Linked DNA regions of Mus musculus: all the other regions are linked to region 1. The links are chromatin contacts, called in public promoter capture Hi-C maps. All regions are on one chromosome and are shown on one strand. The core of a region is the stretch at or near the end of the contact, and the rest is flanking DNA. Distances in the headings are between cores, read along the strand shown.

Region 1 (3,832 bases), core at 420-2,919:
GAATCTACCTCAGCCTCTCAAGTGCTCGGATACACACGTACAACCACAGGCTGTCAAATGACTTTTCTGCCTCAAGGCTAAGTCTATACTGACATAAAATCTTAGAGCCTGTAAGAGTGCTTGACAGGTAATAAGTACTTAGTTAATAACTGTTTGATGAGAATAACTTCATTAAGACCTCCAAGTACACCGCTCTACCCACAGGATAGAAGCCACAGCCCTTTCCCAGCCCTGGTGCCAAGCAGGATACCTGACAGTTCATGTTGTCCTCTGCTTCAATGAGCTTCCCTCGGTATACTTCCCCGGTGTTGGTCTCACACGTCACTATGTGGCCTTCAGCCTCGTGCAAGACTTTAATCGGCACACCAATAGACATCTTGGCAGGACTCTTCCCGGGCTACAGGGAAAGAGAGACGATGGTCATCTTTCAGAGCTTAAGGACTGGCACGCCATGGGCTTTGTAAATGATGTCAAGAGCTGCGTTTCCTGTGGAAGGAGTGTGGCTCTTGGCCTCAAGGAACCACCACAGCAAATTAGCGCAACACGTAGGGTAGGGAAGGATGGTAAGCTGGACAATGAAAAGTAATGGGAACAAAGAGTACTACCCCCATTCTCATCCCAGCCATATGACCCTTTATAGTCACTAAAAGGGCTATGATATAGACCCGGAGTGTAAACAAATCACTGTTTACATGGAGTTAAATAAAATGCAAATAAAAGCAAACTCAGTCTTTCAGTCACACCAGAAATATCCCAAGTAGTCAGCCACCACATTTGGATAAAGGCTACAGAACCTAATAGTACATATAGACCTGAGCCCCAAGGAAGCTAGGAAAAAGAGCTTGCGCTTTTCAATCCAGCGTTTTGAATCCCCACCAAAAAGCAGACCAAAACTGTCAAGGCTACGGTGCTATAAATAGGAAATGTTCATCAAGCAGAGAAATAGGGTAAACGCTCGACTTTAAGTCTCACTACAAGACAAAGACTATGCACAGGGCTTTTAAAATGCTGAGATTGGAAACGACTCAAAACCGGAGCACACCATTTATTTGCATGAGAAGACTGTAAGGATGCTAAACACAGTCTCTCTCTCTCGGTGAGGAACCACGGCTTTCAACTTTAGGAGTGTGGGTTTCCATGCTGAAAATGGTAGGGAAACACTGCAGGATGATAGCCAAAGGTTCAAAAAAAAAAGAGTAGCATCTACAAAGTGGATCGAACATATAGCACGGCAACTTGATTAAACTTCTGCAGCAGCGTGGAAAAGAGGGCCACTGCAGGAATGGGAGTGGAGGCAGGGATGAAAGGGACGTTGTAAATGATGATCCAAAAGGAAAGGAGGTAATTAGCAAGAAATGACTGCCCGTAAGCTTCGGAAATCGGTGACCTGAGAAGGCACCGAACGTGCAGACTAGGCGTAAATTAATAACTGTTCAAGGGTTCGGGAGATGAGCTTTGGATAGGCCCTGGCTTCCCGCCCTCCGCTAAGCAAGCCCCGCTGAGCTCCTCCGCAGCGGCCCTTCCAGCTCCTAAACCCCCTGGGGAAGCCCTGGCCTCCTCTCTCCCGTTAGCCGCCTCTCCTCACCAATTAACTGCAGGCTTTATTTTTTTTCCGGTTCTGGCACAAACGTTAGAAGGCGAAGGCGAGAGAACGACCGGCCCGACTCTCACGAATACCACGCGCTCCCAGAATGCCTTGCGCAGGCCCCTCCCTTTCCTTTAAGCCTACTTGCCCTTCACTCTCACTTAGCCGGCTGGGGAAACCAGGGCTCTAGCACAATAGTTCCGGCACCGGAGAGGGCCCGGGGGACCGCCGGAAACACCAATCCTGGAGCCCAACAAGGGAACATGGTAACCCTGAGTACTGTAGTGGCGGATTGGGCGGGATCTGGGCTTGAGCCCAGTGCTCTGGGGAGACAGGAAGTGAGGCTTGGACTAGAGATTTAAGCTTTGGATCCGGCCACCGGCAGGTAAGGGACGCACTGAGCCCTGGGAACTCTCATTATTCCTTGTCTGGGTAAGAAGACCTAAAAGGAGTCGGGAAAGTGTTCCCTGGAGTCTCGATAAGGCACTGCGGAGAACCAGAGCTTCCATCTGAGGCTGCAGAAGAACAGACCTAGCGGAGGGAGAGCGTGGGGAGCCCACGTCGCTAGGGGAAGGGCTTTGGGGGCGGGGCTCGGGGAGGGGCGGGGCTCGGGGAGGGGGAGGGGCCCCCGGAGCGTTTCAGGGAAGGACCTACGGGTAGCGGGTTCTGGAAGGAGAAGTGGGGGTGGAAGGGAAGAGGCGTGGCTTATGGAAGGGGCGGGTTTCCAGCGCCCAGACCTGGAAGGGATTAGGCGTGGCTTGAGGCGGCCTAGCCACCGCCTACCCGGCTCTGAACCGCGGTGGCGGCGGCGGCGGCGGAGGCGGAGGAGGAGGAACTCTGCGCTCACTGGCCGCGCTCGCTGCCCAGCAGAAGTCGCCGCTGCAATCAGCTCCAGGCCGGGGCCATGGGCGCCCTGCGCCATCCGGGTCATGAGGACGGAGGCAGAGGCAGCGGGGCAGCCGCTCGAGCCCGGTCAGTGCCTCTCTTCAGGGCCTTGCCTTCAACCGGGGGAACGGAGGGGGACTCCGCCCTAGAGCCGGGCAGGGTCTGGCCGCGCGCGACCTTGGGTCGTCTGCGGCCTCAGCCCAGCCTGGAGCTTCTAGTGGGTCCTAGCTAGGTGGATATTCCTTCTCATCTCCTGTCCTCCACTTAGGGTCGTTCCTGAGTCTCCTGGGGCTTGAAGCCCAGGGAGTGCTGAGAGCCGTCAAGTGGAAAAGTCCAAGGGGCAAAAAGGCACAACCTTGTCCAGAATCGAATAGCCCTGCTTGAAGCACGTTGGGTGATCCTATTCCCCGGGGAACTGTGGAAAGCCTGAGGCCGAGAAAGAGGGGGAAAGAATGGCTTGAGAGCTCTCAGCAAAGGGGCGGGAAAGAGGGGGAAAAGAATGGCCTGGGAGCACCCAGCAAAGGGAACATCTTTTTCTCAGCGCTTTTTGTCTTGGTACTGTTTTGGTTACTCGCTTACTGGTTCCCTCTGCCCTGAGGAAACCCGAGCCCCTTTGCTTACTCACGAAGTGGGGACAGCGGGAAGTTATGGTGGAGCTTAACACACAAGAGTTGATATTAATAAACTGTAAACAGTTGAGGTGCCATCTCAGGGGAGGGGTCAAAGGTTATGGGACCCAAACCCTTTAGTGTCAGTTGGCATCACGTTCAGGGAGTGGTTCCTTCTGGTTGTAACCTGGAGGAGCTGAGCTTGGACCTGTACTGGGATTACATATTTACTTCTCCAGTTAGCCACCGCTGTGAACTTTGACTAGATCATTGCCCCTATCTTAGCCTCAGCAGATAATGGCTCACTTGTGTAGGGTGACTAAGAGGTAGATGCAGTGTTAAGGTGTTTATAGATAGCATAGAATTAATCTTCATAAATCCCAGTGAAGTAGGTGACCGCTGCTTTCAGTACCTTTTGAGGTGAGCAGACAGGCTGAGAGGGTTAAAGAACCAGGAAGAGCTGTCTGTCTGCTTTCTCTTGTGGCAACCAGACAGCTGAAGCTAGGTCAGGGCTTTCTCCAAAGCAGACCCTAGGTTTCAGGTAGAGGACTGTCTTGGCTTAAGGCATCAATATCCAAAGCAGTTTTGGGCTCTGAATGCCAAAGCTGTTATCAGGACAAACACCAAGGCTGCTTCTACCCTTATCACCTCGCCCCAGAAAGCATCTTCCCTGTGCTAAGCAAGATCAGGATAGTTAAGCAGGGATGTTTGCCTTGTGAGGCCTCAGGATGTAGGGCTTCTAAGGTTCAGTGAA
Region 2 (3,594 bases), core at 269-2,768, 4.3 Mb after region 1:
TCACCATGCTAACTCTGGCCGACCTGGAACTTGTATATAGAGCAAACTCTCAATCACAGATCTCTACCCACTTCTTACCTCCAGAGTGATTGGAGTGAAAGCATTCACCTCTGAGCCTGATGGATGACATAGTTATTTTTAAATGTTATTTATTTATTTTACCTTTGAAACAAAGTCTCTAGCCTGACTGACCTGGAATTTACTTTGTAGGCAAGGATAACCCTGCACTTGTGGTCCTGCCTCAGCTTCCCAAGTTCTGGAACTAGAGGCTTAAGACACCATGCCTGCTCTATGTGAGGATCCTGGCTTATGGGGGGGATCTAAGCCAACGGCTTTCTGTGCATCCTGGCAGGCATCCCTACCAGTTAAGCCACATTCCCAGACCTTAAGCAACATATTTTAACAGATTGAAGCCCTTGACCATTTTTAGATCTTCCTAATCTTTTCCATGCCATTGAATTAAAAAAAAAAAAAAAACCAACCAAACAAACAAAAATTGAGTTTTTTGTAGGACACAAACTGTACACTACCTCAAGTCCATCCTGGTCCCACAATTTCAGTGGTTTGGCTGGCTAAGCTCATCTAGTCCACGTGATCTGCAAAGTGGGAAACAATATTCAGGGCTCTGGCATGCCCTGCTCAGGTATTAATATAAGAATATTTTTGCTATCGCTTCTCAGCCTTTTGGAGAAGATCAAGTGAAGAATATTCTTGCTTTGTTGCTATTATGAGGGCTAGTTGTTTGGGTTTTTGTTTTGAGGCAGGGTCTCATGTAGTTTTGAACTTGCTATGTAGCAGGGGATGAATTTGAATGCCTGCCTCCGCCTCCCAAGGGCTGGGATTACAGGCCTGCACCATCAAGCTGGGTTCAGTTTATTAATTTTTTTTTCGTGACACATTTCCTTTTGTGTACATGTTTGTGTGTGTGTGTATGTCAAAGTCAGAGGGCAACTTGTTTGAGTTGGTTCTCTCTTTTAATCATGTAGGTCTTGGGGATAGAACTCAGCTTGCCAGGCTCTGGGCCATCTTGGGAACCCTCATTCCTTTCTATTAATTGTTAAAGAGAAGATAAATAAGGCGATCCATTTCAAGACCACTCCTCCCTCTCTTCCACCCCTCCAGTAGCCTTGTGGGCTTTCCTGCGGACTCATGAAACATGCAGTTTGCTGTTGGGGCATCAGCAGTACCACGGATCTCTAACTTCAGTAGCCAGGCACTGTGACACAAGCCGCAGCACCAGCGTCACGAAGCTCAGTAGGCAGCCCAGGCCCATGGTCCAGCAACAGCACGCAGGCAGCCCAGGAGAACACATGGCAGGGGCCTGGGGGTAAGCCGCCGCTCAGCAACACCCACCTTAGACCAGGCCCACCCTCCCTAGCCTCAGGCTCCGCCCCCTCCTCGGCCCGGCCCCGCCCACTGAGCGGTGGGGGACGCACAGCACCTCCTGTCCTCCCCGCCTCCTGCCGCGGACCGGAAGTCCGGGCTTCCCACAGTACCCCGCGCGCGGCGGGCATGATAACAAGCCCCCGGAGTTCCCACGCTGGTAGTGTGGCAGTCCATAGGCACCGTATTGCGTGAGACGAACCGGACGGCGCCGGGCCATCATTCGTCGGCCCGAGCGATGGCGCTGTTCCGGGGAATGTGGAGCGTGCTAAAAGCACTGGGGCGCACGGGGGTCGAGATGTGCGCGGGCTGCGGGGGTCGCATCCCCTCGTCTATCAGGTAGGCCGCGGGCGAGGGACGCCGTTCGTTCAGGCGTCCGTCTGCCCTCGTCCCACCCTCGTCCTCCGGGCCGCCTGGGGTCTCGCGCCTTTTGGTACCCGACCCCACTTCCTGTCACCTTCTACCTTTCGGCGCCTAGGGCGCTCTCCTTCTGCCTTGGAGGCGGGCCCTGAAGTTGTGGCGCGGAACGCTCGCCCGGACGCTGCCAGGAGGTCACCCAGGATGCCACGACTTGTTTTAGCCCTGCAGGCCCCTCTTTGGTTTGGCTAGGTCACCCATGATGCTAGGACTTGCTTCACCCCTCTTTGGTTTGGCTAGGTCACCCAAACCTGCCCTGTTTGCAAGCCTCAGCCCTGCAACCTCTTTTATTTTTTTGCTTAGGGTAGGTTGTTAAAGTAAGTCGGTTATGGAGCTTATACAGCTGAAGCCCCTTGCGTTTAATTGAATTCTTAGCACAGCAGAGGGAAGGGAAATGCACTCAAAGGTTATTACGATTATATATTTTTTTGGTTGATTGGTTGACTTTTTTTTTTTTTTTAATTTAAAAGATTGGGTCTCTCTGCATAGCCCTGGCTGTCCTAGAACTCCTTTTGTAGACTAGGCTGTCATTGACTTAACAGAGATCCACCTGCTCTGCCACTAGAATGTTGGGATTAAAGGCCTGTGCCACAACTGCTGGGCTAGTTATTAGCATTTTAGGTGGAGGTGTTGGATGTACAGCACCTTGGCTGACTTTGTACTTAGAATCTGAGATCTGTGTATGACTGTTACACGTATCTGACATTCCGTTCTTTTTACTTGTGTGTAGTCTTGTCTGTATTCCGAAGTGTTTTTCCAGCATGGGTAGCTATCCAAAGAAACCTATGAGTTCATACCTTCGATTTTCCACAGAACAGCTACCCAAATTTAAAGCTAAACACCCAGGTAAGGAGTTTGGGGCTTATGATCTTCTCTGATATGATTTTTTTTTTAATTGCAATCTTTGATTTGCATTACCAGAGCATCTAGTACAGTCATTTTCTTTGGTAGTCTGTATAAGTTTTTTTTTAACTAATAGAAGTTCTTTAAATATAAATGAGAAAAATAGTTTTAAAATAAGATGTAGAGGGCAGGAGAGATGGCTCAGTGGATAAGAGCACTGACTCTTCCAGAGGTCCTGAGTTCAGTTCCCAGCAACCACATGGTGGCTCACAACCATCTGTAATGGGATCCTATGCCCTCTTCTGGTGTGTCTGGAGACGGCCACTGTGTACTCATATACATAAAATGAGTAAATCTTAAAAAAAAAAACCAAAAAAACCAAAAAACCAAAAGCATGTAGAGTGAAGAGCACTGTAGAGAAAAGAGATAAAGTTGAGGCCTAGTTGTCCTGGGCAGTTGCTTGTTTGTAATGTCTAAGGTGCAATAAAATAACTTATCGGGAAGTGTTCTATATAATACAATAATGGTCTGTATAAATCATTAACTTAACTGGAAATTATCTAAGCTCCTGAAGGTGGGAAAAAGATCTACAACTAGAAAAGTTTTCCAGGAAGCCTAAGAAAGGGTTGTAGGGCCTTCATTTGATTATACGGTGTAAAGGTAGTAGCTGATTAATAAGTCAGTCCTTAGGATTTCCAAAGTTCTTTTACTTCCAGTACCTCGAAGGATGCTAGTGGAAATCAGACTGAAATTCTTACCTTGTAGATAGGAGATGAAGAGACATGCTTATAGGAATTCCCCTGTCTTCTCAAATGGAAGACTTGGCACTAACACATGGTTGATGAAGCAGCTGTATCCTCAGTTAAGAATGAGGGAGAAATGGAGATGGGTGGATTATTTTTTACAGCAGTGTTATATCTGAATGGTACTTCTGTAATTGGAGTGCGAAGT
Region 3 (3,447 bases), core at 378-2,877, 4.2 Mb before region 1:
CAGATATTTCTTAATTCAGACCACATCCAGGTGGGAGGCAAGGAAGAAGACACACAAACAAATATCTACCATGGCCCTACACTAGGGACCCTAGATTGGCTGGGATTTGTGCATCCACCCGGTCCTCATCTTGTCCCTTTTGGCCCTAGCATGAGATTCTGTGATTCTGCTAGTTATTCTAGCCCCCAGTAAGCAGGATGATCTAACTGTGCTGATGGGGGTACCTATAGCTGGCCACACATTTCCAGTGTTGGAGGCTTCCCAGTGTTCCCTGCTCCCAACCACAAGAACATCTGGTGCATTGAGCGTGAAGCCACCAGAGGGCAGACGACACTATCTAGAAGGAAAAATCAGGCCCCTAAGAAGCCACCTGTTCAGTGGAACCTGAGAAAGGCTGTCAGGGTGGGGCAAACACAGAGCTCTAGGGTCCAGGGCCCAAAGAAGGAACCCAGGGTGTGGCTCCAAGATTCAGGGTGGACCCCCCACTGCCCCCTTGGAATGCATTACATAAAGCCTGGCTAGGGCTAAAGGTGGCTGTTGTCCAAGCAGGCAAGGCTGCCAAGGCCCTATCAGGGCCTCTACTGGAACTGGAGCAGGTGGCTGTCCAGGCTACACGTCCCTTCTCTGGGGACACATCGGCCAGCGGCTGCCCTGGTTCTGTGTTCCAGCGTAGGGGGCAGGGCCTTGGGATACCAGCTAGCAGCTGCCCGTGGTCCTTTATGTCTTGGGACAACCTAAGAACCTTTCCAGGTTTTACCACATGCTGGTAGGGTGAGGAACAACCTGGGAAAATGCTTGCCAGCAGGGGGCTCCAGAGGCTTCTGTGTCTTGGGGTAGGGGGAACTAACCGGAGGGGGGGGGTTGAGAGGGGGACGGGACAAGAAGGAAAACAACTGTCCCCGGAGAGACCCTTTACCAGAAGCATTATGGAAGGGTGGGGACAACAGGGAAAGATCCTTTCCCAGGTACAAGTTTAGTCCAGTGTAGGACAACCTGGGAACACGCTGACCAGCAGCAGGCTCTAGAGGCCCCTGCGTCTCGTGGTGGGGAGTTGCCTGGGCATGCGGCATACATTAGCAGTCCCTGATCCTGTAGCCTGTTGGAGGACAGCTTAGGGAGACCAGTCCCCGGGGTAAGGTCAGCACGTGCCCAACAAAAAAGGGAGGAGCCGCTTTGCACGAGGAGCCTGGGAGAGAGGCAGGCACAAAGAGGAAACTGAGGCTCTGCTCACCTTGAAGTAGCCGCCCTCATAGTAGGTGTTGGGGGGCCCGAAGATGGCCACCTCCCAGTTGTACAGGTCACCCTCGTCCACCAGCGTCACCCGGAAGCCCTCCACCGGCTCCTCCTGCAGCCCCTTCAGTTCCAGCAGCAGCGCCTTCTGCGAGCTTGGCACCAGCGGCCGGGCCATGGCGGTGGCGGCGGCGGCGACGGAGGGGCCCGGGGCCGGGCCGGGCCGCGGGACCGGCGCGAGCTCGCGAGACGGACCGGGTCGCGCGCCGGCAGGGGGAGAGCCGCCGCCTTCCTCCTCTGCACCGCCGCCGCCGCCGCCACCCGGGGACCCCGAAGGCTCCACTCGCTCTGGCGCCGCTGCCCGCCCGGCGCTCGCTTCGGCCCGGCCCGGCCCGCGCCTAACGCGCCTGCGCGCCGCAGCCGCCGGGCCTCGAATGCGCCTGCGCACCGGCTCCCGACCCCGAATGCGCCTGCGTGCCTCCTTCGGGCCCCGAAAGCGCTTGCGTGCCACACCCGGGCCTAGAGTGCGGCTGCGCGCCGCTGCTGCCGGGCCGGAAATGCACCTGCGCGCCACTGCCGGGTCTAGAATGCGCCTGTGCGACGCCTCCACCGGGTCCGGAATGTGTCTGCGCGCCCGCCCGCGGGGCACACCGGGAAGTGTAGTCGTCGTCCCCCGCCCTGCCGCGCAGGCGCCTTGCGTTTCCGAAGCTCCGGAGGCCGCCGTCGCCTCCGGCCGGAAGAGCTCCGCGGATGCCTGTGTGCGGGGTGGCCGGCAGGGCCGGGCTGCGCGCTGCGGAGTGGCAGCTGCGGCTTTGGGGGCCTTTTTTTGTGACGTTCAGGGGGCGTGGTTGTGGGTGGGGAATTGGGCGTGGCTTGTGCGGGAGCGGAGCAGGATCCGCCCCTGTTTCCCAGCATGAAGCGTTAGATGGCCCCATTTGGTCTCTATGGGCTCAGGTAGAAGCGCAGGGAATCAACGACTTGGGGTTTGCAGACGTGGCTTCCAGGAGGTGGAGTCTGAACCCCTTCAGACTGACCTTTGACCACACCCTAGTCTTGCTTAAATCGACCAGAAAGCAGTGGTGAGGCATAACCCAAAAGTTTACAGGATCCGGAACAGACACGCAAAGACCTTGAGGTTGTTCAGCACAGACACCCATAACTCCTTTCTTGGACATTTGGTCATTAGTATTGGTGGTGGCAGCATATTTAAGCTTTGCAGCAGGGTGTGTGTGTGGTGTACCCGTGACCTTTAGGGGTGGGTGGTTCTGTCCCTAGGCTGTACTGGCCACTCACCCTGACTGTGGGCGTTCTGGAGGACTACAGCTGCATCAACACTTGGGGCTGGGAAAGGGCAGCTCCCACCACAGGTGCTCCGACATCCTGTCATGTCGGGGATAGCAGGTAGACCTGTTTGGGGACAGGGAAACGGTGTCAAAGGTGGGGCTGGTTGATATGACCAGGGAAGAGCCCAGGGTCCAATGCCACTTCATGTGTGGCACTACCTTGGCTGTCCTCCCCCTGGGAGCCCTAGACTCTTGGGCTAGAAGTCTTTCTGGTCACGCTCTTTTCCAAGGACTTCCAGAAGTATCTGCCCCTGTTGTGCATGTCACACTGCCCATCTTACACTGTCACCTAGTTGTCAGCACATAGCAAGTAGCTCAGGTTTTCCTGTGTGTCTGAGATGACCACTCCCACAGCCTGCACTTAGGAAGCCCTTGATGTATAAACGGACAGGGTGCCCCTCCCTTCAGGTGGAACATACTTCTCCCTACTCCCAGGCGAGCCTGCACCTGGGCTTCAAAGATATCGTGAATGCTGGGTATTGAGCATCTGGGAAGGGTGTTGGCCTGGCTTCTGGTGACTGGGGTCATCTACCTTGACATGTTAGGACATGGATGTCATGATCCAAGTCCCCAGTCACAGACCTTGGTCATCTGATGAGGATAATCCAGGTCTCCTCACAGCAAGGGGACATCCAGTCAGAACATTCTGGCTGCTCCCACCCCAAGCTGCAGGGAATGGTTCATGATAAGCCTTAGTCGTGGGCACATCCTAGGAACAGGGCTAGGAGGTCTGGGCAGGGATTGTGGGACCATTTCTTCCCATAAGACTCTGAAAACTATGACATTCTGGAAAACTGAGACCTTCCAGGAGATAGAAGATGCTGAGAAATGTGCTTCCAGTTGAGACAGGTTTTATCATGTACACTTGGATGCT
Region 4 (3,592 bases), core at 467-2,966, 4.2 Mb after region 1:
CTGATGGCAGCTGAGCTCCAGGCTGTGTGCTTCCCACAAGCACAGTAAAGGGTGGGTGTTGGTTTGGTTCTGGGACAGTGTGTCAGTGTGATGCTTAACCAGGCTTGTCTTAAAATGCAGGTTCATGCCTATACCCTCAGCTTTATATCCAAAGTTCAAGGCCTGCCTAGGCTATAGTGAGTTCCAAGTGGTACTTAGGGAGCCCTGTCTTTAAAGAAAAAGAGGAAGTCCTCGGGAATGTAGGTCAGTGGTAATGCTCTTACCTAAAGTCTTAGACTCAATCCTCTATACCACTGAAGAGAGAAAAGAAAGAAATTTATTGCCTTACCAGCCTAAACCTGAAACGCTTTATCAGCAAAACACATACCCACATACCGTCTCTAACGGTTGTTCCGGGTCAGATATCCACAAGAGTCCCAAGTTCACCCTACACTTCATATGACTACCGTGCCCAAACGCTGTGAGTATCGGACTGAATTACAGTCTCTGCCCTGGAGTGGACCCTGCGCTGTTTCTACAAATCTTGAATTCACAAAGCACATAACAAATGCCAGGGAACAGTCTATAAAGATGAATAAGGAAAGAATGCATATTTTATATGTGTACTGTTCTCGGGAACAGCCAGTGTGAAGCCTACCCAGGAGGCAAGGATCTGCACCGCCGAACCACGCCTCCCAGCGCAATCAAAGACACTGGAGAATCCTTCTCAAGGGACAGGGAGTGATCCTGGATGAGCCAAGGCAAGTTTAAAAACATATAGCAGTTTGCTTTTGATTCCCCTCCTGCGACGGGTTAGCATCAAGCATCTGGGTCCCTCTAACAATTACTATTCCTGGTAATAAACAGAGCTTGAGCTCCAGAGAGAATTTACTTCCCGGTCCAGAAAAGAAAACCAAGTTCCTTATTTTTACTAACGCCTTCTCCAATCATCACTCGCCTTCCCTGGAGCGAAGGGGCACGCCTCTCCGCGCCACTAGGAGCCTGTGGCTGCTCCTGGGGGCGCCCGGCTTCCTACCCCCGGGGACAGGGGACACTCGGGACAACGGGAGCCGGTGACTCTAGGCTGCGGGACGCCTGGGGCCGGGGACTGCCGTGTGGGGACCAGAAGAGTCGTAGACAGCTGTGACCGGGATGGGAGGCCAGGGAACGCCAGGGTGGGGACAGAAGAGCTGGGGACAGCTAAGACAGTGACCCGGAGGCCTGAGAATGCCGGGGTGGGGAGAGTGGGGACCAGTGACTGTAGGGGTGGCGACGGCTAAACCCACAACACCACCGAGGCTGGGGACAGCGGAGGCCGGGGACTGCCAGAGCAAGGCACGGCGGAGGCCGGGGACTGCCGGGACAGAGCACAGAGAGGACTGGGGTAGGGGACCCGAGGCCGCACTCACCCACTTTGTCCTTGCCGTACATGTGGCCAGCCACCTGATGCGACAGCGGCACGCAGCCTCCGAGCAGGCGCGGCACCGGCGGGCTGTCTCCGGTGCTTCCCGGCGGCCGCAGGCGCAGCGCTGGGGGCTCGGCGGCCATCGGGGCGGCGACACTCGGCGTCAGGCGTCAGGGAGGACCGGGGCGGCATCGCCCGCGCAGGCCCAGCGCGCGGACCCATGCCGAGACCGCGCTGCCCGCTCCGCGGCCCGCACTCTGAACCCCGGCCGCCCGCGCCCGGGATAAGGGCGCCGCGGCCCCGCCTCTGCCCGCCCCCTGTGCGCTCCGGCCGGGCGAGCTCCACTCTGAGCATGCGCAACAGCTACTCGCCAGGATCCCGCCCAGCGGTGCCGAGCATGCCCAGAGGCTACCCTACTGGATCGGGGCCAGCTCCACACTGATCATGCGCAGAAGCTACCGGACCAGACCTGCTCACCCCTTCCACGGAACACGTCCAGAAGGTAGACCAGCGCCAAACTGAGCGGGTCTAGAGTCCCAGCCCGCTGCCGACCTGCACTGAGCATGCTCAGAGGCCGCAGGATGGGACTTGTCTCAAATGCCCCTGCTTGCATCATTACCAGCAAGCACTTCAGGGAGCGAACTGGCGTCCGGAGTCCCTATGTGAAAAACTCATTAGACCTAGGAGACCCGCAGCAGAGCAACCCAGAGAGGTGACTGGTTAGGGGCAGACCTCCCACAACGCCCTGCCCTTTCAGATCAAAGAGACAGAAGCATCCTGACTGAAGATGTCTCTTCTCACACCTTCCAGTTGGCACCCTGCCCGACCACTACCTCAGAGTACTCATGACAAGTTTATGTGTTAGACATTGACAGTCATCTTAATTCATTTTTTTTTTTCTTAAGCTTGTTAATTGTGCTCAGGGAAGCCAAACGAGTGGGGTTTCTTGGAACTGGAGTAACGGGCATTATGGGCACACCGATGAGGACGCAGGGAATCAAACTTAGGTCCTATGCAAAAGATATATTGCTTTTAATCTCCTTTAAAAAAATTTTTTAATAATGCTTTTTTTAAAGATTTATTTATTTATTTATTGTCTGTGAGTACTCAGTACACTGCCACTGTCTTCAGACACCAGAAGAGGGCATCGGATCCCTTTACAGATAGCTGTGAGCATTATGTGGTTGCTGGGAATTAAACTCATGACCTCCGGAAGAGCAGGCAGTGTGCTCCTAACTGCTGAGCCATCTCTTCAGCCCCAAGGCTGAATCTCTTAAGTGCCAAACTCTGGTGGAAACAGAGTAACACAGTTCCTGCTGCTGGTACAGGGCCCTGGTGTGAGCCTCCAGATGTTGCTGAGCCCTTCGTGGAAAGTGTCCAGTGTCTTCTGTGGGCATAAGGCTTGTTTGTGTAATAAATAATGTACATGTTTTCACATCCCTTCAGGGAATGTCCTCTCTCTTAAGGATAATGACTCCATGATAATCTAAGACAGCATGAGTATTACAGGAGGCAAAGGTGTGGCTAATGTTTCAGCAAAATGGTAAACCCAGGACCTTCAGGATGCAATATGAATTATGAGGGGCTTCAGGACTCTAAAGGAGCAAAGACAACTGCACTAATGAGCCAGCTTGTCAGAAAGATACAAAGACAGGCAGATTCCTGAGTTCAAGTTCAGCCTGGGGCACAGCAAATCCAAGCTCAGGTAGAAATGGTCTTTTCAGGAGATCCACCCAGCTAGCTGATCCCACCCAGCTAGCTTAGCAACCGTGTGTAACACAGCAGGCAGATCTCGGAATTCTTTTGCAATGTTAAAAGAAAACATGTGCTTGCTGTTTTCCTAAGAATCAAAGGGGTGGGGTCAGGGGATGCTGATTCATAGGATAATCAAAAGAGAACCTGGAATAAATAATTGAATTGAGGTGTAAATTTAAAAAGAAAAATGAAAAAAAAAAAAAAAACAAACCAGGACTTTTGAGCTAGCAGACAGCAATAACAGTTCTTTAGAATTTCCTCTAAGCGGGGCGTGGTGGCGCACGCCTTTAATCCCAGCACTTGGGAGGCAGAGGCAGGCGGATTTCTGAGTTCGAGGCCAGCCTGGTCTACAAAGTGAGTGCCAGGACAGCCAGGGCTATACAGAGAAACCCTGTCTCAAAAAACCAAAAGAAAAAAAAAAAATAGAATTTCCTCTAAGGAGAGCAGAGCTGT

What was found. Promoter capture Hi-C pulls out the DNA fragments that hold promoters and counts their contacts.
Region 2: a contact with region 1 is called in a promoter capture Hi-C map of cranial neural crest. The contact joins the promoter of Tfam here to the promoter of Snrpd3 in region 1. A contact is called at or near these places in 2 of 39 promoter capture datasets (cranial neural crest and embryonic stem cells).
Region 3: a promoter capture Hi-C map of liver shows a contact between it and region 1, with 5 times the contacts expected there. The contact joins the promoter of Cdc34 here to the promoter of Snrpd3 in region 1. A contact is called at or near these places in 2 of 39 promoter capture datasets (liver and pre-B cells).
Region 4: a promoter capture Hi-C map of embryonic stem cells shows a contact between it and region 1. The contact joins the promoter of Ipmk here to the promoter of Snrpd3 in region 1. A contact is called at or near these places in 3 of 39 promoter capture datasets (cranial neural crest, embryonic stem cells and pre-B cells) and 1 of 484 Hi-C or Micro-C datasets (the G1E-ER4 cell line).

What each region holds. Positions count from the first base shown.
Region 1 is chr10:75,515,879-75,519,710 of GRCm38.p6, reverse strand. It overlaps Snrpd3 (small nuclear ribonucleoprotein D3), which reads right to left and starts at 1,669. Exons shown (of 4, transcript NM_026095.4): 1 at 1,586-1,669; 2 at 251-397. The coding sequence starts at 376. Gucd1 (guanylyl cyclase domain containing 1) reads left to right here and starts at 2,330. Exons shown (of 6, transcript NM_175133.2): 1 at 2,330-2,557. The coding sequence starts at 2,515.
Region 2 is chr10:71,235,968-71,239,561 of GRCm38.p6, reverse strand. Tfam (transcription factor A, mitochondrial) reads left to right here and starts at 1,518. Exons shown (of 7, transcript NM_009360.4): 1 at 1,518-1,722; 2 at 2,531-2,646. The coding sequence starts at 1,622.
Region 3 is chr10:79,680,375-79,683,821 of GRCm38.p6, reverse strand. Cdc34 (cell division cycle 34) reads right to left here and starts at 1,627. Exons shown (of 5, transcript NM_177613.2): 1 at 1,232-1,627. The coding sequence starts at 1,408.
Region 4 is chr10:71,345,887-71,349,478 of GRCm38.p6, reverse strand. It overlaps Ipmk (inositol polyphosphate multikinase), which reads right to left and starts at 1,716. Exons shown (of 6, transcript NM_027184.2): 1 at 1,389-1,716. The coding sequence starts at 1,527.